Linked DNA regions of Zea mays: region 2 is linked to region 1. Evidence: chromatin contacts called from public Hi-C data. All regions are on one chromosome and are shown on one strand. The core of a region is the stretch at or near the end of the contact, and the rest is flanking DNA. Distances in the headings are between cores, read along the strand shown.

Region 1 (2,806 bases), core at 203-2,702:
CCTAAGTGTCGACTCGACTGCACTTAACGGGAGATGGAATGGGTAGCTAGCTTCAACAACAGGTGTTGATGGGCATAATTTGGATGTTTCCTTTAGCTTTTGGTTTTTCCAGTCTGAGACTGTTGAGAGCTGTACCTGGTTCATGACACAGTTAAAGAAGGACGTTGGAGATATTTCAATACTCGCTATATGTTCGGACGCTCAGAAAGGTTTAATACATGCAGCAGAGTGTTTCCCTAATGCTGAGAAGCGAGAGTGCTTCAGACATCTAATGGCCAACTATGTCAAAAGCCACACAGGTTCTGAGCACATGTATCCAGCTACGAGGGCATATAGGAAGGAAGTTTTTGAGCACCATGTCAACCACAATACAAGTGCTTTTGAAGGGGGATGATGAAGGTCCCAACTAGGAGATTTATTCTCCATATCTTCTTCACACACAATACAAGTCTTCTCGAGCCTCTTGCAAACATCCTTCAAATGGCCAGCAAGCTTTCCAACCTTACCCCTTCAACTTCTGGGATACTACAACACAACCTATTGATGGTATGTAACAGTGAAGATTGCCTCCTCATCTCTTGAATGGCATATCAGAGTGAGTTCTTGATGCTAACGTGATACTTCAAATCAACATGTTCTTGTAGAAATAAAACTAGTTCTTGATCAAGTGGACGACTAAGTTACCATGCTTGTGAAGAACTAACCCTATTTTGAATGAACAACAGCCCTAAACCCTATCATTCCACATGCGGCAAAGGAAAAGAGAAACAAAATCAGTCACCAAGGATTCCACCATGGAGTTATCTTCAACAAAGCTTCGATACTTCACAGCTTCGACGACAAGTTGAACCTTATCCGCGGCAATACTGGCAGATTGCACCGCCGCTCGTGCCTCCTTCTCAGCCACCAACGCCGCACATCTAGCCTCTGCAACTGCAACAGCCGCAGCACGAGCAGCATCAACAGCTTCTGCCACAGCCACGACCGGAGCAGTTCGATCCATGGGGTTTGAGTGAGGCGCCTAGGGTTCGGTTGCGCGTGGAAGGGAGCAAGAGGAAAGGAAAGAACGACTGGGTGCAGAGAGAGAGTGAGAAGCAAGAGGAAACGAAGTGGCAGGCGGTGAACTTGTAACGATAGAGGGTAACAGATGTGTGACGACGTCAGTTTCAGTGGAATAATCATCGTTTTTACCTGGTAATGGAGTCGTCTTGTCCATTTCAGAGTGTAGATTTTCCCCTAATTTTTCATATAGTCGAATCTCTCTCTTTAGTCTTCATTTCGTCGAAGCCACAACCGCCGTGTTTGGTAATGGCAAAATTCTCTCCATTTCGTCCCAGCCACAACTGCCGTGTACATTCCACGTGTGTAGTGAGTGAGTTTAGACACTGGGGGTGAGCCGGTGAGGCAATAAAAACCCTATCCCAGTAAACGCCGCGGCTCCTTCCGCTACCACCTTCATCCATCCTGGCGTCGGTGTCTTGCCCTGCCCCAGCGCCGCCGCTCCTTCCCCCACCCCGAAGCGCCGCCTCTTCTGCCTCCGTCGACGGTGGTGGTGCTCCTGATCCCCGCCGTTGAACTGGCCATAGGAGAGCAAAGAGGAAGGGGAGGCCACGAGGGCGCCAGTAGATATATTCATCTTCATCTCGGCTTGCGATATTTTTGAATTTTCTATTCCGTATTGAAGGCGTCGATGGCCTTGTCCGCCCTAATCAGCACCCTCCTCGCCGCCGCCATCTGGTGCGCCGCTTACCTCGCCGCTGCCATCTCCTCCGCCTTCTGATTCCCACTCCCCACTCCCCAACCCTAACCTCCCCCCTGTAGCACACCCCACCTCCAGCTTTGTAGGTCCTACTATACTTGCAACCTCTCCCGCCGACTCGCTTCGATCTACCCGCCCTCGCGTCACCATGGGGTACGCGCAGCTCGTCATCGGCCCCGCTGGGAGCGGCAAGGTAAGTCCCCTGACCTTTCGACTCCCGTAGCCTTCCCCCTTGCCTTTGGGTGACTGCTTTGCTCGCCCGCTGGGGGACGGGCTCTGATGGTGTTCCGGTGTTCCCTCTGCTATAATGTTTCAGTTCCTTCTTGTTTCGTAGTGATCTGGTAGGGTTTTGTTTCCCGTGCGAGGCGATTTCCTTCTCTGTTTCGGGTGGGGTTAAGTTTGGATAAACAAATTCCCTTTTAGATTACAGGGGACAGAGGGCAATGAACTGATTTCCCAACTCAATCCCCTGCTGTACACATGAATTAATCTTGGGTTACGGCACATGTACCCTTAAGATCACTTGCAAAAAGATGTTTAACTTTTGAATACTTGCCGCACTGGGGTCTAGGGTCTGATTAAGGAGGAGGTAGATGATAGCTTGCTCTAATTGGTTACTTGTGGCGTGCTTGCAGTCAACTTATTGCTCCAGTTTATACGACCATTGCCAGACCGTGGGAAGGACAATTCATATTGTCAATCTTGATCCAGCTGCTGAGCACTTCGACTATCCTGTAGATATGGGTAATTTTTCTGCTTAATTGTTACAATGTAAAGCTCTTGTCCACAGTAAAGTATTGCTCTGACTTCTTATTGCCTTGCATTTTGGTAGATATCAGAGAGCTGATTTCATTGGATGATGTTATGGAGGAGATTGGGTTGGGGCCAAATGGCGGTCTCATCTACTGCATGGAGTATCCTGTTATTTAAGCATTATATTTGTTTATTTTATAGGCTGCCAAAGCTATGTAATTGATTAGTTCTGAACTAATGCACTTCTGCTGGTGCATTTTTACACTTATTGCTTGCTAATGGGTTGGACCTGCA
Region 2 (3,000 bases), core at 396-2,895, 180 kb after region 1:
CGCCTCGCCCGACCTAGGGCTCGGACCGACCACGTCACAAGAGGGGCCATCATTACCCTACCCCTAGCTAGCTCAGGCTACGAGGAACAAGACTGGCGTCCCATCTGGCTTGTCCCGGTAAACAAATAATGATGGCGCCCCGCGTGCACCATGACGACGGCGGCTCTCAAGCCCCTTACGGAAGCAAGGAGACGTCAGCAAGGACTCGACAGCCCCGACAGCTGTCCTTCCGCAAGGCTCCAGCGCTCCTCCGACGACCACGACATCACATGAACAGGGTGCCAAAACCTCTCCGGCTGCCACGACGGCATGTACTTAGGGCTCTAGCTCCTCTCTGCTAGACACGTTAGCACACTGCTACATCCCCCATTGTACACCTGGGCCCTCTCCTTATGCCTATAAAAGGAAGGTCCAGGGCTCTCGTACAGAGAGGTTGGCCGCGCGGGAGAACGGGCCGACGCGCAAGTCCCTCGCTCTCTCCCACGTGGACGCTTGTAACCCCCTACTGCAAGCGCACCCGACCTGGGCGCAGGACAATATGAAGGCCGTGAGTTTCCCCCTTTTGTGCCTGTCTCCTTTCCCCCCTTCGTGCTCCGTCTCGTGCCGACCCATCTGGGCTGGGACACGCGGCGACAATTTACTCGTCGGTCCAGGGACCCCCCCGGGGTCGAAACGCCGACAGATATTTCAACCACCAAAATCATTTAGGAAAAGGTTTGATCCTATTTCCCTTTCACCCCATAATGTCACTCATTATTTCTTTTAATGTGTCATACTTATACCCGAGAATTATCCATTAGGAAATCACCTTGGGACAATCTTCATGTTAGTTAGGTGTAGGGCCCATGTCCCGGTGTTGTACGACCTCCGGTGGGCCCATAACATCCTTCAGCCCTAAAACAAACCTAGGCCGATGTGGCACGACATGACATCAGACTATCCGCATTGGATTCTTCCCCACTAAACCATTTCATGGGTGTTGACCAGACAACGTGCCCATCCAAGGTTGGGATTCAGCACCAAACCGAAATTCAGCGTCCATGAGCCCCTTCCATCACCGCAAAACCAACTTTCCACCACCATAGGGGTCCGTAGATCAAACATACATGTCATCCTCTCACCTATCTCAAAACCTCGTGTATATGTAGTAGGGCCACTGCCACCTTTCTATGGAGACAACCCATCCCTCTTAAGGAATTTATCTTGTGTATATAAAGCTTTCATGCTTATATGAGCACTTTAAATATAATGTATTTGTGAGTATTACAATAATGACTAATAATTTTTCACTTGCTCAGATATGAATTGAGCTGAAAGAGGGTATTGAAAATTGAAACATATCAGGTGTAGTTCAATCACTCGATGCAACCATATAAACCAACACGTTGGTGAATGGTGCAATCATATAAACCAACACGTTGGTGAAGGTGTGAGAATATATTTAAAAATATATCAGATGAGAGGGAAGAGTCGTTTTGAAAGTTGATGTATTGTTTTGAAAATTTTGGTTTGGACACTTCGTACAGTAAAAGTTAATGGTCAATTATTAGATTGTTCACGGATCCACAGATTTTGAAGTGCTGGCACGGAGGCTCACCGCAGGATATGTTCCCATCCCTCTGACCGACCACCCTCCCAAGGTCGAGGGCTCCTGTATCTTTACCGTCTCCAATCGATCCCATCTCCTCGCCATCGCCGCCGCCATGGCGTTCCTAGCGCGGGCTCTCCGCCAGTCCAATTCGCGTCTGTCGTCGTGCCCCTCCGTCGCCGCGTCCTGCCGCTGGATCTCCCGGACCGCCGCCGCGGGATCGCCGGAGGCCGGCGCGGCGGTGGCGCCGGCTGACCCGGAGTTGCCTCCACCCCGGGAGCCTGTTGGCGGCGCCCGCGTGGAGCTTCCTCCCAACCCGGAGGACGCGCTCGAGGTGTTCGTGGATGGCCACGCGGTGCGGATCCCCAAAGGGTTCACCGTGCTACAGGCCTGCGAGGTCGCCGGCGTCGACATCCCGCGTTTCTGCTACCATAGCCGACTCTCCATCGCTGGGAACTGCCGTATGTGCCTCGTTGAGGTCGAGAAGTCGCCTAAGCCCGTTGCATCTTGTGCCATGCCCGCGCTGCCAGGTTAGCCGCGGCCACTCATACGCCCCCTTTGCATTCCGTCGGCGATTTTCATGTTATTTCGTGCTGTTCTAATATTGAAAAGTGGGTAATGTTGGTCTCCGTTCGTTCATTAGCTAGTGTCATGTGCCTCAAATGCTCAGATCCATTAATTTCCTTGGTACCTCGCTGCCTCAGCAACTTAGGGTTCTGCATAGATTTACTTGTTTGGTTCCCATACCATTCAAAATTGGTTGGAGAAACTAGATACCTCAAATTGATGTACCTGAATTAGTGAATTTTGGAGCACTGAATGATCATTCTTGCTGAATTAGGGATGAAAATCAAGACAAACACCCCAGTGGCGAAGAAGGCGAGGGAGGGTGTCATGGAGTTCTTGCTGATGAACCATCCACTGGACTGCCCAATCTGTGATCAGGGTGGGGAGTGCGACCTCCAGGATCAGTCTATGGCATTTGGTGCTGACCGCGGTCGGTTCACTGAGATGAAGCGGTCAGTTGTGGACAAGAATCTGGGTCCCTTGGTTAAGACAGTGATGACTCGTTGCATCCAATGTACAAGGTGATGCTTTTTTGCTTGTTGATAAAAGTCTATTGTTCTTGTTTCAGGTAATTTTTCAGGCCTATCCTGTTTATATATGTGTATTCTGCAGGGTCATTCTTCAAACATTCTATCTGATCTTTTCATGCTTCAGTCTACTGTATTTTTTTAATTTGTTGTCATCTCGTGCTGTAGAACAATTGTTCTCGCAACTTGTGCAAGTTCTGTACATTGGCTGATATGTGATGCTATTTTTAAATTGCAGATGTGTCAGGTTTGCTACTGAGGTTGCTGGTGTTCAAGACCTTGGTATGTTAGGTCGTGGCAGTGGTGAAGAAATTGGAA

The links. Hi-C and Micro-C count contacts between places; a contact is called where the count stands out from the background.
Region 2: a Hi-C map of tassel shows a contact between it and region 1, with 2.2 times the contacts expected there. The contact joins the promoter of LOC100191453 here to the promoter of LOC100191357 in region 1. A contact is called at or near these places in 2 of 25 Hi-C or Micro-C datasets (ear and tassel).

What each region holds. Positions count from the first base shown.
Region 1 is chr5:11,101,270-11,104,075 of Zm-B73-REFERENCE-NAM-5.0, forward strand. It overlaps LOC100191357 (ATP binding protein), which reads left to right and starts at 1,453. Exons shown (of 9, transcript NM_001136791.1): 1 at 1,453-1,952; 2 at 2,395-2,503; 3 at 2,592-2,673. The coding sequence starts at 1,908.
Region 2 is chr5:11,285,692-11,288,691 of Zm-B73-REFERENCE-NAM-5.0, forward strand. LOC100191453 (NADH-ubiquinone oxidoreductase subunit) reads left to right here and starts at 1,646. Exons shown (of 5, transcript NM_001136886.1): 1 at 1,646-2,118; 2 at 2,430-2,676; 3 at 2,921-3,000. The coding sequence starts at 1,704.